2 separate regions of the Mus musculus genome follow, and region 1 is linked to region 2. Evidence: chromatin contacts called from public HiChIP or PLAC-seq data. All regions are on one chromosome and are shown on one strand. Each heading gives the region's core, a stretch centred on a gene start, on an enhancer-like site or on the middle of the called end of the contact. The rest is flanking DNA. Distances are from core to core; before and after follow the strand shown. Region 1 overlaps Gm41300 (a long non-coding RNA gene). Region 2 overlaps Gm34472 (a long non-coding RNA gene).

Region 1 (6,602 bases), core at 1,705-4,204, 100 kb before region 2:
GGGCCCTCACCAGTGGGGTAGCAGTGGAGCTAAGATCCAAAGGACTCAGACAGGGGCATTCCCTGTGGAGGAGCAGCTCAAGCAAAAGTTGAGGATGGCCTAGTAAGCTTAGTGAGTAACTGAATAAGCTCTGTGGAGGAGGCATGAGAAGGCTGGAGAGACAGATGTGGGCACAGTGGACCGGTGTGGGTGGCATGATGGTCACCAGACACTTTGAGAAGCCACGGAGGAATTAGAAGCAAGAAAGTGAAAGGATTTGATTTCCACTTTTTGAATTAATCAGTCCATTTTGTTTCTTTTCAGGTGAGGTCTCCATGTGTAACCCAGGCCGGCCTCAACTTGGCAAATCTCTTCAGCCTACCAAACGCTAGGATTACAAGCATGGGTCACTTTTAATTTTAAAAACAACCACCCTCTCTCAGTTTAGAATGGCCAAGAGTCATGGTGGAACACTCTTGTAATCCTAACTCAGGAGGAAAAGGTGGTAAGATGGCAAGTTCAAGGCCAGCCTGTGCTATACAATAAGCCTCAGACGGAAAACAAATCAAGTTGGTAAAGATGTGGGAAACAGAAGATGTGCATATTTTCTGGAGGAAATACAGGTCAATCCAGACCCTAAGGGGAAAGATGTGGCAACATTTATCAGAAAGGAAAGTGTACAAACCCTTTGGCCCAGTACATTTCTTCCATGTATTTATCCACAGTATTTCAAAATTAGTATGGACAAAGTTATTCCTAGAAACTTTACGTGCTATTGCCAAAGCCTGAAGATCTGCATATCAAGAGAGCACAAGCACAGGGATTTCGAGGCTTCGGCCATGCAGTTAGAGTTGTTCAGGGGTACACAGGTCCCTGAAATGCACAGGTGACACTCTTTGTTGTTGCTGCTGTTTGTCTTCATTTTTTATTGCATTTATTTGTTTGTTTGTTACGTGTATGTGTGGCATGTGTATCTGTGCTCGTGTACACATGCTACATGTGTGGAGGTCAGAGGACAGTTTGTGAAAAATCGGTTTTCTCTTTCCCTCATGTGGGTCCTGGGGGTTAAACCCAGGTTTAATTGAGCTCTGTGGTGAGTGCCTTTAACCACTGAGCCGCTACTGGCCCCATTATTGCTCTCTCTCTCTATCTCTCTCTATCTCTTTCTCTCTCTCAGTGTGTGTGTGTGTTTGAGACAGTCTCATTCTGTACCCAGGCTGGTACCACATAGTACCCAAATTGGCCTAAAACTCATAGCAATCCTCCTGCCTCAGACTCCTCCTAAGTGCTAGGCTCGCAGGCATGAGCCACCATACTTTACCTCACAAATGCCATTTTTAAAGCAGAGAGCATGCTTACAGTGTACCATCTGTGTGGGTGTAGTGTGCATACCTGTGTGACAGGGTATAGTGTATACAGCTTTGTGTTCTGCTGTGTCATTCTGGAGCCCCTGGGAAGTGAACATCTAGGCAGATCTAGAAACACAGATCTGTTGAGGAAACTTTAGCTGTGTTGTCCAGTTTGAGGAAACTGAACTGACATTGTTCAGAACTTGACAGCCATGTTGGCCTAATAAGGTTAAACTGATTTTCCCCATCTGTACAGGAGAAATCACTGTATTCAATATGTAAGTTCTTATCGCCCACGGTTTTGATTACAGACACTAATGAAGTACTTTAGAAATGCAAAGAAAAGTATACTGGGGACATGGATCCAGAGAACAAGTTGCTGCGTGTGAGCATGGTTGTGTCAGGGGTCTCCAGGAGGAGCTGAACCACAGAAGGAACAAGCATTAGAAGGAGTTGAAAGGTAAGCCCGGAAGGCCAGCAGCAGCCATCTTTACAATGAAGGATGAGCAACTGTCTGTTCCCTATACCACATAACGGCTGTAGTAACCAACATGCTACTACAGGCCGGGAAGATGCTTGGAGAGCATTGGTCTTTAGTCCATGGAAAAAGGGTGAAGATTCTGTTATCAGTGCAAGACAAAGGCAGTCGTATAACACCAACAGAGTGGATGAACTTGCCAGCAAGACACCAAGGCAAGCAGGCTAAGGCCCAAAGCTTTTCCCTTGGACCTCTTTATATTTTGGCTGACATGGGAAGATGCTTCCACACTTGGGGTGGGTCTTTGGTAGAACATACACAAGAAAATAGAAAATCCCCATGGGTATGCCCAAGCCTTGTTCTCTGGTTATTTCCAGATCCAGAGAAGCTGACAAGTAAGAGCAACCATCACAGGGAGGAGGAAGGAAAAGCTTGGGACAGTAGAGAAGGGGGAACCAGGAGGGAGGATTGAAGGGTAGAAGAGAAGAGGGAAGGGGAGGGGGCAGTCTTTAGTGAAGCCCAGATCTAACTTAGCGCCAGAAGGAGCTGCCTGTGTTAGGCTCTGGTGAAGCTCCACCCTGGTCCCTGTCACTGGCTGAGAGCTTCCTGGAGAGAGCAGTGACATCGGCAGAGGTTCCCACAGTGCAGCAACAGCAGCTGGAGGCTGGACGGTGGAGGGATAAAATCGTACATATTTAATACAATGATTTCCCCTGTACAGATGGGGAAAACCATCAGGTTAACCATTAGACCAACATGGCTGCTCATTTCTGAACAATGTCCTCTCAGCTTGGTGACTTCTCCCCCAAACACAGCCAAAGTTTCTCCAACTAAGGACACTCCTCAAAGCAGGCTGTCTCGGGAAGATAAATGAAATCAAACTACTTAGGAATAAAAATAAAAATTTTAAAAAACCCTTTAATCAGGGAATTGATAACAGCTGAGAGCAGAGACCAGGAACACAGTCAGCTGTGGCATCCAGGCTGGACACGATGGTGACTGGGACGCTAGCCAGGGCAGTGGAGGTGAGGGTGTGGAAGGGCTGGGAAGAGAGAGAGGGCTCTTGCTTGACTCCTGGCCTGGTGCCACTCGCCACAGGAGCAGCAGTTTCAGGACAATGTGGAGGAGGAGGCAGGGAACTCAGGGCTTGGCTTTGGACGTGTTGAGTCTGACATTCCCATGAGTCATCAAGCCTGAGGCCTCCCTCATGGGGAGTGGGATCTGAGTCTGGAGCTTAGAGTCACCAGGGCAAGAAAGGACACAAGTGTCCCTCTAGCAGGAGAGAAACGCACGCAGAGGCCTGGCAGGTAGAAGCCACAGATTGCTCCAGCCCGAGACTGGCATGATGTGATTTCTATCTAGAGAGAGCTCTGGTACTGACATAGCAGATAGATCCCAGGAAGGCCAGTCAGCTCTGATCTATTTTCTGCGAATATCATGGACTGGATAATTTATAATGAAGGCGGGTGGTACGACATTATAGAATAAACTGAGAGCCTTCTCACAGACGGTGAGGGTCTGTGGAGTTCCAAGATGGCTGCGGAAACCCTGTGGTGAGAGGGGTGCCTACACATCAAACCTACCCTAGGAATCACGCATTGACCGTGGTTGGGGCTAATCCATGACAGGTCTGAGCTGCTGATGAGGATAACACCCTGGGATGTAATTATCTCCCAAAGGGCTCACCTCTTAATACCTGAGAGGAAAGAATTTCAACAGGCGGGAACGTTCAAGCCTTAGCAGATACACAAGGAGCTGAGCAACCATGGAGCTGATGGGGGACAGAGGAGAGCTGAGCAACCATTGGACTGATTCAGGGGTGGGGGGAGCTGAACAACCATTGGACTGGTAGGTGGAAGGAGGACTTGTTCTGAATGAGAACTAGATGTGAGTGTGTTCACAGACCTAGAATAATGAATGCCCAGCTTTCCAGGTTGAACCACTGTATGAGCAATGGAGTCATGCCTCCATTCCCCATTTTGTTCTTCCCGTAGGCCCCCTGGTCCTCTTGCCTTCAGTCTTTTCTCATATCCATCTTTGGCATGCCCCTAAGATTCATCCTGCAGCTCCCCACCGTGAAAAGTGCCAGTGGCCTGTCGCCTGGGGAGTTGGTGGCCTGTTGCCTGGGAAGTTGGTGTTTAGGTCCTTAGTTAGGCTTCACAGTGCTTACATTCTGATCACTGAGATATCTCTCTTCTTTCCAAGAAAAGGTGCTTCCTCGCCATAGAGACCCCTTCCTTAAATCACTCTCAGGGAGCCGCGGGCCACTTGGTTCCCGTTCCTCAGCTCTCACAGTGCCTGTGGGCCTTTGTCACACAGCAGCACTGCTGGAATGAATGGGCTCTGGTTTCTTCGCTTTCCTTATTAACCTGTTCTTAGAACAGACAGAGACTCGTATCTAGGGTGTCCTTCACGGAGGATGGCCAGGCTGTCTCCATGGGCTCCGAATCTCAGCTCTGTTTTCATGGCTGTGGGTCACAGTGGCTGGAGATGTCTTGGACCACTCTGGACTTTGGAGGCTGTCAATGGTTGCATTGTATCTGTCTTGGAAGCCTTACAAAGGCATCTTGCTTGTAATAGAGGATGCTACTACTGCAGTTAGCACATCACATCCAAAGCAAGTATTAGGAGCGCAGGAATCCTAACAGCACAGTAGCAAGCCATTGTTTCTGCTCATGGATAAACTTGGCAAATCTGAGTTGAGAACCCAGTAGAAGGGCCTTTGATGCCTTAGTATAGGGAAGGCCTTCTGACAAATGGTTGACTACTGTCCTCATGGCTGGCCCAGAGTCCCTGTCTGCTCAGCATAGAGTATCTGACATGGCTCTGTGGACCTGCCCACTCTGAAGGTTGAAGAACTGGGCAGTCCTTCAGTTTCCTGCTTTACAGTTGAGTAAACTGAGATGGCCAAGAGCTTTCCATTTTACCAGCACAAGTAAAAGGTGTGTGTGTGTGTGTGTGTGTGTGTGTGTGTGTGCACATGCTTGCACTATGTGGTCAGGTACAGTTAGATGGAGATTTTCAAGGTGGTGAGAACTTTGAGAGTTAGGGGTGTTTGAGAGCTGGCTTAAGGACAGGCTGTGTCCATGATGCCATCAGGGGCAGGGCTGTAAAATGCTTCCCAGGCTAAACAAAAAGAAAAAAGCATAGCGTCCTATGTTCCCAGGGAAGCTGGGCTCCACTGAGGTAACTATGTGTTCTCCATTAAATGTCTTAAGCAAAGTCCTGGCCATACTAGTCTGAGTGTTCCTGCAGCCCCAGGAATGGAGGTTGCATCTTGGTGATCTGAGCCTTGAAAGAGAGTCTATTTCTTCCAGCTTTGTTTATTCTTTTTCTCATTGTTGTCTGAAATACCTGACAAAAAGCAGCTTAGGGGACCAGGCCTTTGGTTTTGGCTTACAGTCTGTCGTGGCAGGGACTAGGTGGCAGGAACATGAGGCAGCTGGTCACATAGGGCAGCTGGTCACATTGCATCTGCAACCAGGTGTCAAAGAGATTTAAGCTGGACCCCAGCCCACTGAATAGTGCCCCACCCCATTCAGGGTGGGTATTCCCTCTTCAGTAAAACCTTCTGGAAAATGCCTCACAAACATGTGAGCATGTGCATGAATGAGTGTGAGTGCTTGAGACAGGACAACCTGGCAAGACTGTGGGGTGCCTGCCATCCTCTGGATGGGCAGAGTATGCAGGGAAGAAACAGCCTACTGTGGGCTGGCAGGGGAGGTGGCCTGTGTTCCTCGTGCTCCTCCCAGGCATTGCCTCCCTCTGCCAGCTGGCAGTATTACTGAAGTGGTGGCCGCAGTTCCTCAGGCTCTAACAAGGTGGTCTGCAAGGCTAGGGGGAGGAGAGGGAGGTAAGCCTCCTTACCGGGTTGAGTCATGGCTGTAACTTATCAGCACAGTGACAGGAGTTTTGTTTTTCACTCAAAGGAAGTCTTTGTTTGAATGGCTAAGTGAAAAGTATGATGCATACACATAATCAAAACCCTACTGCAGGGAGTGAAAAAATCAGCCTTTATTGTGTGAGCAATTGTATATTTCTGAAAGCCAGAGTGTATGATTTAAAGCATAGAATCTAAAGTCTATAGACTTAGAATACTGATTGAATGGTGAATGTGTGTGTGTGAGAGGGGGGGGGGGAGAGGGGGAGAAGGGGAGAGAGGGAGAGGGGTGTAGGGAGAAGGGGAGCTTGGGGGGCCTGAGTATTATGGGCACAGGGCAGAGGGTCCTCCCAGGAAGAGGCTCTATCTTCACCTCTGACCCTCAGAAGGACCCAGTAAATTGTAGGGCACATCCTGGTTACCTTGAGGAGGTGACTCAGAAAAGGCTGGCCAGGCTGTGAGTGTGGTCTCTCTGAGCCACAGCAAGTTCTGAGAGAAGCTGACTGGACTCTTCCCTGTGGACTTTCTGTCAGTCACAGCAAGCCTTGGTGACTTTGAGCATATAGACTTGGAGCTCTTGCCTTTGAGGCCACACCTAGATTTAGGTGCCCACTGATCCCTGTGGTGCTCCCTGCAGTGCTCCCTTAATTCCTAGGGCTTGAACAATTGCTGCCCTGTTAGCTACCACAGCCACAGGGCCTTGACAGTGTTACTACTCAAGAAATGGTCTTCATGTGTGTGTGTGTGTGTGTGTGTGTATGTGTGTGTGCACATGTGCATGTATGTGTTGGTGCATGTGTGTGTGTGTGCGCGTATGTGCATGCATGCGCGCATGTGTGTCTGCATGAGTGTGTGTGTGTGTGTGTGCGTGTGTGTGTGTGTGTGTGTGTGTGTGTGTGTGTGTCGGTGCATGTGC
Region 2 (6,491 bases), core at 3,148-5,647:
TCTTGAATCCCATCAGAAGTCACTGCGACTCTGTCAATGTCAGCTCCAGAGACAGGTCAAGCACGTAAACAGATTGGAATCCTAAAGTGAATACCTGACTCCCTTTCTTCCATGACTTGCAGCAAGAAACCGTCTTTAAGGCCTTCAGGACCGGGAGCAGAGGGGAATGCGCTTGCCATGGTGATCCCTGAAACCAGGGCACTAAGTGGTAATCCCAGCTACTGTGGAGGCTAAGGCAGGGGGATTATCAGAGCCCAAGTGTTCAAGCCTGAGGAACAGATTCATAAAAAATGGCCACTTGCTGGGCGGTGGTGGCACACGCCTTTAATCCTAGCACTCGGGAGGCAGAAGCAGGCAGATTTCTGAGTTCGAGGCCAGCCTGGTCTACAAAGTGAGTTCCAGGACAGCCAGGGCTATACAGAGAAACCCTGTCTCGAAAACCAAACCAAACCAAACCAAAAATGGCCACTCATTCATGGTTTCTTAGAAGACCTCTCTGTGTTAGTCAGCTCTCGCCATGATAACAAATACTCAAGGGAAAGAAGCTAAGAGAGAAGGTTTATTTATCTCATGTTCTCAGAAGTTTCTGCCTGATGCTCCCTAGACCTACGGGGTAAGAATATCATGACCAGGAGAGTGTGTGTTGGTGGAAGCTGTTCACCTCCTGATGTCAGTAGGGAGGCAGAGAGACAGAAGAAGGCTGTGTTGCTCCTTGTCTGCCCTGCCTAGGCCCTCAGCCTATTGGATAGTGCCAGTCCATACAGGACAGGTTCTGAAAACACTTTCTCAGAACTAGGCTTTAGGAATCATCTAGGCCAGTCAAGTTGCCATCACAGCTTTTCTTTCTAGAACACTCTACAGAGAGGATCGAATCTCCTCTACCGTCGTGCTAGATAGAGTTTTAATGGCATTGTTTGGTATTGGGAATTCTTTTCATTTGAGGACATTTGCTGTGATGTGTTGGGCTTTTGTAATCCTTGTCTCCTTCTGGGATCTCTTGGCACTCGGAAGCTCACCTGTGTGGAGGGAGAGCACATACCTGGGTGGTAGAGGAAGAAGTGTTGAAAACATCTCTGGGCTAGTAATTGTAACCATCTCTCCTTCAGACAATTGCTGGCAACTCTCAATGTCTTTTCTCTTCACTCTCCTCACACACATTGGTGACCCTTATCTGCAATCTCTAATACCTTCTACTCTCTATGAAACAGGCTGGCCAAAACCTCACTGGTTGTTGGTAGATTATGAACCATGAATCCCAAGGGCTGAAGATATAGCTCAGCGTAGAACACTTACCTCTAATACATGGGGCCCTATGCTCAGTCCCAGTATCACAAACAAAACAGGGACCACCTACCCAGTCATCCACAGCATCTTTGAAAGATGAGGCTTCAGAGACCACTGCTGGAGAAGGCGCCTTTCCCTAAATACTTGCTCTAATTGTAGGAAAGACTTCCTCAGAATGTCAACACACAGCAAGGAGGGGTTGGGGGATACTTTGCTGAACTTAGTAATTAACATGTTACTTTGTGTGCCAGATGTAGCAGCGAACACCTTTAACCCCAGCACTGGGGAGGCAGAGGCTGGAGGATCTCTGTGAATTTGAGACCAGCCTGGTCTACAGAGTTCCAGGACAGCCAGGACTACCCAGAGAAACCCTGTTTCAAACAAACAAACAAACCACAATAAATTAAATAAACACTTCTCACCAGGGCTCACTTTGGCCTATTAGCCATAAGCATCTCAAAAAGACAGAGTGTTCTGATGGCTAACCACTTCCCATCCTCTGAAGCAGCAAAAAAATATGGGAGAGTTTTGTTTCCATAACTTCAAGTATTTGGTTTCTCAAGGCCAATGACTAGAAAATAAAGTCAGCAAGCAACAGAAGTCTTGGGTCAGGGTCACATGCAAGAGACCTAGAGATGGGTATAGCATATCTGCATTAATGTTATTATTAATCTTATATTAATTAGTACTTATCTTATAATCACATTACAGTGTTTTTATTTTATTTTTGCTGAAGTCACAGATGAAATGCTTTGTAAATATATTATTAACATTATTTCTATTTATTATTTTAAAAATCTACCAACACAAAATATTTTTTAATTGGGGAACTATGTCATCAGTAGTAGAAAAATGGAGAAAGTCACCCTAAATACACACACACACACACACACACACACACACAGTCCTCACCCTCTGAGTGCGTGCCCTGGAGTCACACTGTTTGATGACTCCCTAGGAACAGGCAGGTACAGAGAGAAGAGTACAAACAGAAGGTTAGAATCCAGCTAAGTTCCCACAGGACTAAGTTACTTTAGGACACCATGTCTCTGTCTATTCCTGGAGTGTCTGTGAGAATCAAAGAAAGAAAATCCTGCTCCTACTGGAATCTGTCACAGCTGACAGAGGTAGGTCTGGTCTCCGACGAGTCCGCAGGTCTGGTCTCGGACTCTGCAGCCCTGATTACCCGAGAACATACACGGCACTACCTTCACACGAGTTCAGGCCTTCATGAAAGAAGGAGAGCACACAAGGAGGAGGGGCACTTGGCACTCAGCGTGGATTGCTTAGAGGTCTTGTCTTTGCATGCTTAGAGTCAGCTTTCCTCAATCTGGCTGTCAATTGCCACCCAGTTCCATTAGAGTCATTTGCTCTCTCTGCCTCTTCTATGAGTCAAAGAGGAAGTGGGCTTGGTGCCACCATCCAGGGACAGACAAGGACCCTTAGCCCTTAAGGGAGACACTGAACAAATTCCAGTTTTCACATAGTGATCTTCAGAAGGAGTTCTCATTCTTGGCTTTTAACTCAGTGCTTCTGGGGGATATGTGTGAGTGAATACAGCTGGAAACTACTATAACTTTGCCTTGCTTCTGCCTGGCCTCTACTGCTAACTTCAATGCGAGGGGACCTGTTTGCAAAGCACTACCATGAGCCCAAGGGTCTTTCTGGACCTTTCTATGGCTTAGATTTTTAAAAACCTACTTTAATAAGTGTTCTCAAACACTTTGACGCCCTTTCTAGCCTACCATCCAAAGGTAGGAGAGAAAAGACAGTAAATAGGACAAGGGAATGTGGACCTGTTTAGAAGTAGCTCTTTGGGGCGATTCCAATCCTCATTGTCAATGGACCAACCACCCAGTTCAGTAGTGTCAGGATATCAAACATGAATCTGCAGTAGCAGGCATGATCCAGCAGAAACAGCCAGGCCTCTGATGAGTTGGCACAAGTCAGCAGGGCAGGATGTGTGTGAAGGGGTTTGGAGTGGCCAGAAACAGTTGGAATGCCACGAGAAGTTCTCTGCCATCTCTCTCTCTCTCTCAATGAAGTGAAGATCAGCAAAGATCAAGAAGTGTTGTAAGGCTGGCTATGCAGTCACCCTGTCACTGTCTGTTGGGTCCTACTTATACTCTCTCCAAATATCATGTGTCCTTTCATGGGTCTGCTTCAGCAAAAGATCACATGAATCTTCCTGACACAACCAGAAATTTCCACATCAGCCTTCTGTCACAGAAAAGGTTTCACTGAATAGCTGTGGTGATACATAGCTATAATCCCGGCATTCCTGAGGCTGGAGCAGGGGGACCCTGTCTCACAAAAACAAGAGCGGTGTGAGTGCTCAGAGGTAGAAGAATACGTGCCCGGCATTCAAGACGTCCTGTAGGTTCAAGCTCCAGAAGTAAAAAAAAAAAGAAAAAGAAAAAAACAGAGCCCAGTTTGGTGGCTCACACCATCTACTCAGGAGGACGAGGCAGGAGGATTGAAAAGCCAAGGCTGTCAGAGCTACACAGTGAGTCAGAAGCTGTATGGAACAATTTAGCTAGGCCCTGTTCTAGAAGAAAGAGTAGAGAAAGGAATGTGGGGGCTAGGATCGAGGCCAGTGGTAGAGCACTTGCCTTGCTTGTGTGAGACCCTAGGTTTGTCTCTCGTGTGCTCCTGCAGGCGAGAATCCTCTGAAGGGAAAGTCTGTGAAGAGGAATGAGGGCAGATAACCTCCCTGACTATTATTACCAACTAGGATTCTCCTACGTGGCTTCAGTTCTGTGTCCTCCCTGCTCTGGGACATCCCTATTCCCATAATCCCATTTCACAGTCCTCTCTGTCCAACGGTCCTCCAACTCCATGGCCCTCCCCCAGTCTTGAGGCCTTGCTCTCCTGTCCTGTCCAGTCTTTACACTGCAGGCCGTTCCCTTTCTGTCCTGTTCCTTCCTTGCTCCCTCCCATTGCTTCCTCCTGTCCCCTTTTCTGACATGGATATTATTTCTGACCTCCTAATTTCCCCCTCTCACCTCTTCCATAAAAGGGATAAGCCTCACCATTGCTGACCAACACGGTCTATTTTTTGCTCACACAGGCTCTCCACTCAACACTGCCAGTGTGCATCAGGTTCCGATAAGACCTTAGCGAGTAGAGAGCCCGCCCTGAAAATAAACACTCACTTCCTCCTGTGAAGGGCCATTTAGTAGTACAAAGAACTCTTCTTCTAAAAAGCAAACTATTTCTACACCAGTAAGCTCAAAGATAGTGGTCTGAGGTCAGCCAATAAATGCTCTGGGCTGTTCAGAGGCTGGTGGTGTAGAAGGCGCTGAGTTGAAGCAACTCTCACAGACTTGGTCCTAGAGAAGCCAGGGGAGTGAAGGCACAGCGTCAAGACACAAACAAACAAATCCTGGGTGGCTTGTGCTCCTCATCCTCTTATTTGCTATGTTTATCTTACATCACTTGTTACTCTCTGATATGCCCCATATTTTATCCTTTGGTTTATTACTAGTGTGTGTATTGCTAAACAAGAGAGATTTCATATTCTCCACCCCTAAAGATCTCAAAGTATGTGTAGTGTCTCCCCTCCAACCCCAGCGCTAGGAGGCTGATGCAAAGGAGCCGGAGGCCAGTCTGGGCTGCACAGAGAATCCCAAGCCAGTCAGAGCTCTATGTCAAGACCTTGCCTCAACAAAGCACAGAGCCATGAGGATGGCTCCATATGTAAAGCACTTGTGGCCATGTCTAATGACTTCAATTTGATACCTCAGACCTGCAAGGCAGGTGGAGAGAGCCGACTCCCAGAAGCTGCCCTCTGCCGTCCACACGTGCTGTCTGCCATCATGTGTACCCACACACGTACACACAATAAATAAAATACAGCACAAAGTTTTTAAAAAACTGGAACAAAATCTTACCACATTGCTTGTTGTCTTGGAGCTGATGTGGGGCCACTGGCTTTTCACCTGAGGGGGCATCCCCAGGGCCTCAGCAGAAAAGGAAGCCTCAGTCTAGACAGAGGTGGGCAGGAAGGTCTTAAGGGTTCAGTGTGGGTGTGGGAGCCGGGCCTCTTCTCTGGCTCTACTGGATGACCTTGAACATGTGACCTTCCTTTTCTGAGCCCTGCTTCTTCAAAATGACCTTTGGGGTTGTCCAAAAGTTGAAGTGAGAAAGCAAGGCACAGATCTACACAGTTCTTTTCCTCAGCCTAGGAGAGCAAAACATTGTGTAGACAGGGTACAAGGACAAACATCAGAACTTATACTTCTGTCCTTCCCAAGTGCTAAGGACAGGGGCTTCCTATAGCGCCACAGCTAAGTGTGTGTGTGCACTTAATTACCAGGTCAGTTTCCCCCCAAGCCGTTTAATTCCTACACAAAGCAATTCTGAATTTAACACAAATTAGATGCCCATAAATACTACCCCCTCTTATTCCCAGCTGCCCCATGCCTGGCAGGGACATAGAAGGAGCGACCACATCCTCACTTCTCCCTTCTACTATAGGAGTCCAGTCCATTTCCTCCCACAAAGTGTAGTGACCTACATGACTAAGTCATTAGCTGGCTCCCCTCCCCTCCCACCACACTCATCTCCAGCCCTCCAGTACTTCTGAGAAAGCTCTTAGAAACACTTAGACAATTTTACAAGCTACTACAGCCATCTACTTAATGTGTCTCTTTCTTCTTTGCCCCATAAATATATTTTCAAGTATATGAAACAAGCACCTTTCCTCTAGGGCAGAGGAAAAGAACAAAAGACACAGCAGAACAGGAAGAAACACGGAGCCAGCCAGCAGGACCCTGGCAGCCTAGCAGGGTTTGCTGGGCATGAATAGACTTCCTGGGGCCTGTGTGAAGATGGTTGTGAAGATTGGCCAAGGAAGGGAGTGGGCTTCCAAGGTCCCGTGTGCCTCCAGGTCTTCCTGTTTGGTCAGCTTGAACCCTAGGTAAAAATGGAGACCTTTGAGATTAGTCCTGGGACTCTAGCTGGGATTTTATTGGGAGATGAGGGGGTAGGGGGCATGCGTGCTTTTATTTGAGTCGTTGATTGTTTACCACTCTAGAGGCAAGGCAGTGCAGCCTGGCAGAATAGAGGCGATGAATGAGAGAGATGGGAGTCTCGTGGAAGAGCTGGCTTCACTCAGAGCCCACCTCTGAAGGTTAAGAGGGGTTACTGAATAAAGGGCACAATGACAAGGACAAGCCTCAGGTGCTTCCAAAGCTGCACCTGAC

The links. HiChIP or PLAC-seq counts read pairs in DNA pulled down with a chosen protein or histone mark.
Region 1: an HNF4G HiChIP or PLAC-seq map of pancreatic cancer cells shows a contact between it and region 2. The contact joins two enhancer-like sites. A contact is called at or near these places in 8 of 39 promoter capture datasets (3T3-L1-derived adipocytes, the C10 cell line, the HPC-7 cell line and 4 more), 8 of 484 Hi-C or Micro-C datasets (the AML12 cell line, the AtT-20 cell line, B cells and 5 more), 7 of 115 datasets of contacts at active chromatin or transcription factors (the 230-238 cell line, embryonic forebrain, embryonic stem cells and 2 more) and 1 of 9 other capture datasets (embryonic stem cells).

What each region holds. Positions count from the first base shown.
Region 1 is chr15:36,920,668-36,927,269 of GRCm38.p6, reverse strand. Gm41300 (a long non-coding RNA gene) reads left to right here. Exons shown (of 4, transcript XR_875158.3): 2 at 1,640-1,788. Among named protein-coding and RNA genes, the nearest start is that of Gm41300, 7.8 kb to the left of the region's middle. Within about 2 kb of position 2,954, at least 64 of the 459 cell types and tissues checked have an H3K27ac peak or open chromatin away from gene starts, as enhancers often do. A contact at or near this core is called in pancreatic cancer cells, where this site is marked.
Region 2 is chr15:36,818,202-36,824,692 of GRCm38.p6, reverse strand. All of the region lies in intron 1 of Gm34472 (a long non-coding RNA gene), which reads left to right. Among named protein-coding and RNA genes, the nearest start is that of Gm34472, 21 kb to the left of the region's middle. Within about 2 kb of position 4,397, at least 41 of the 459 cell types and tissues checked have an H3K27ac peak or open chromatin away from gene starts, as enhancers often do. A contact at or near this core is called in pancreatic cancer cells, where this site is marked.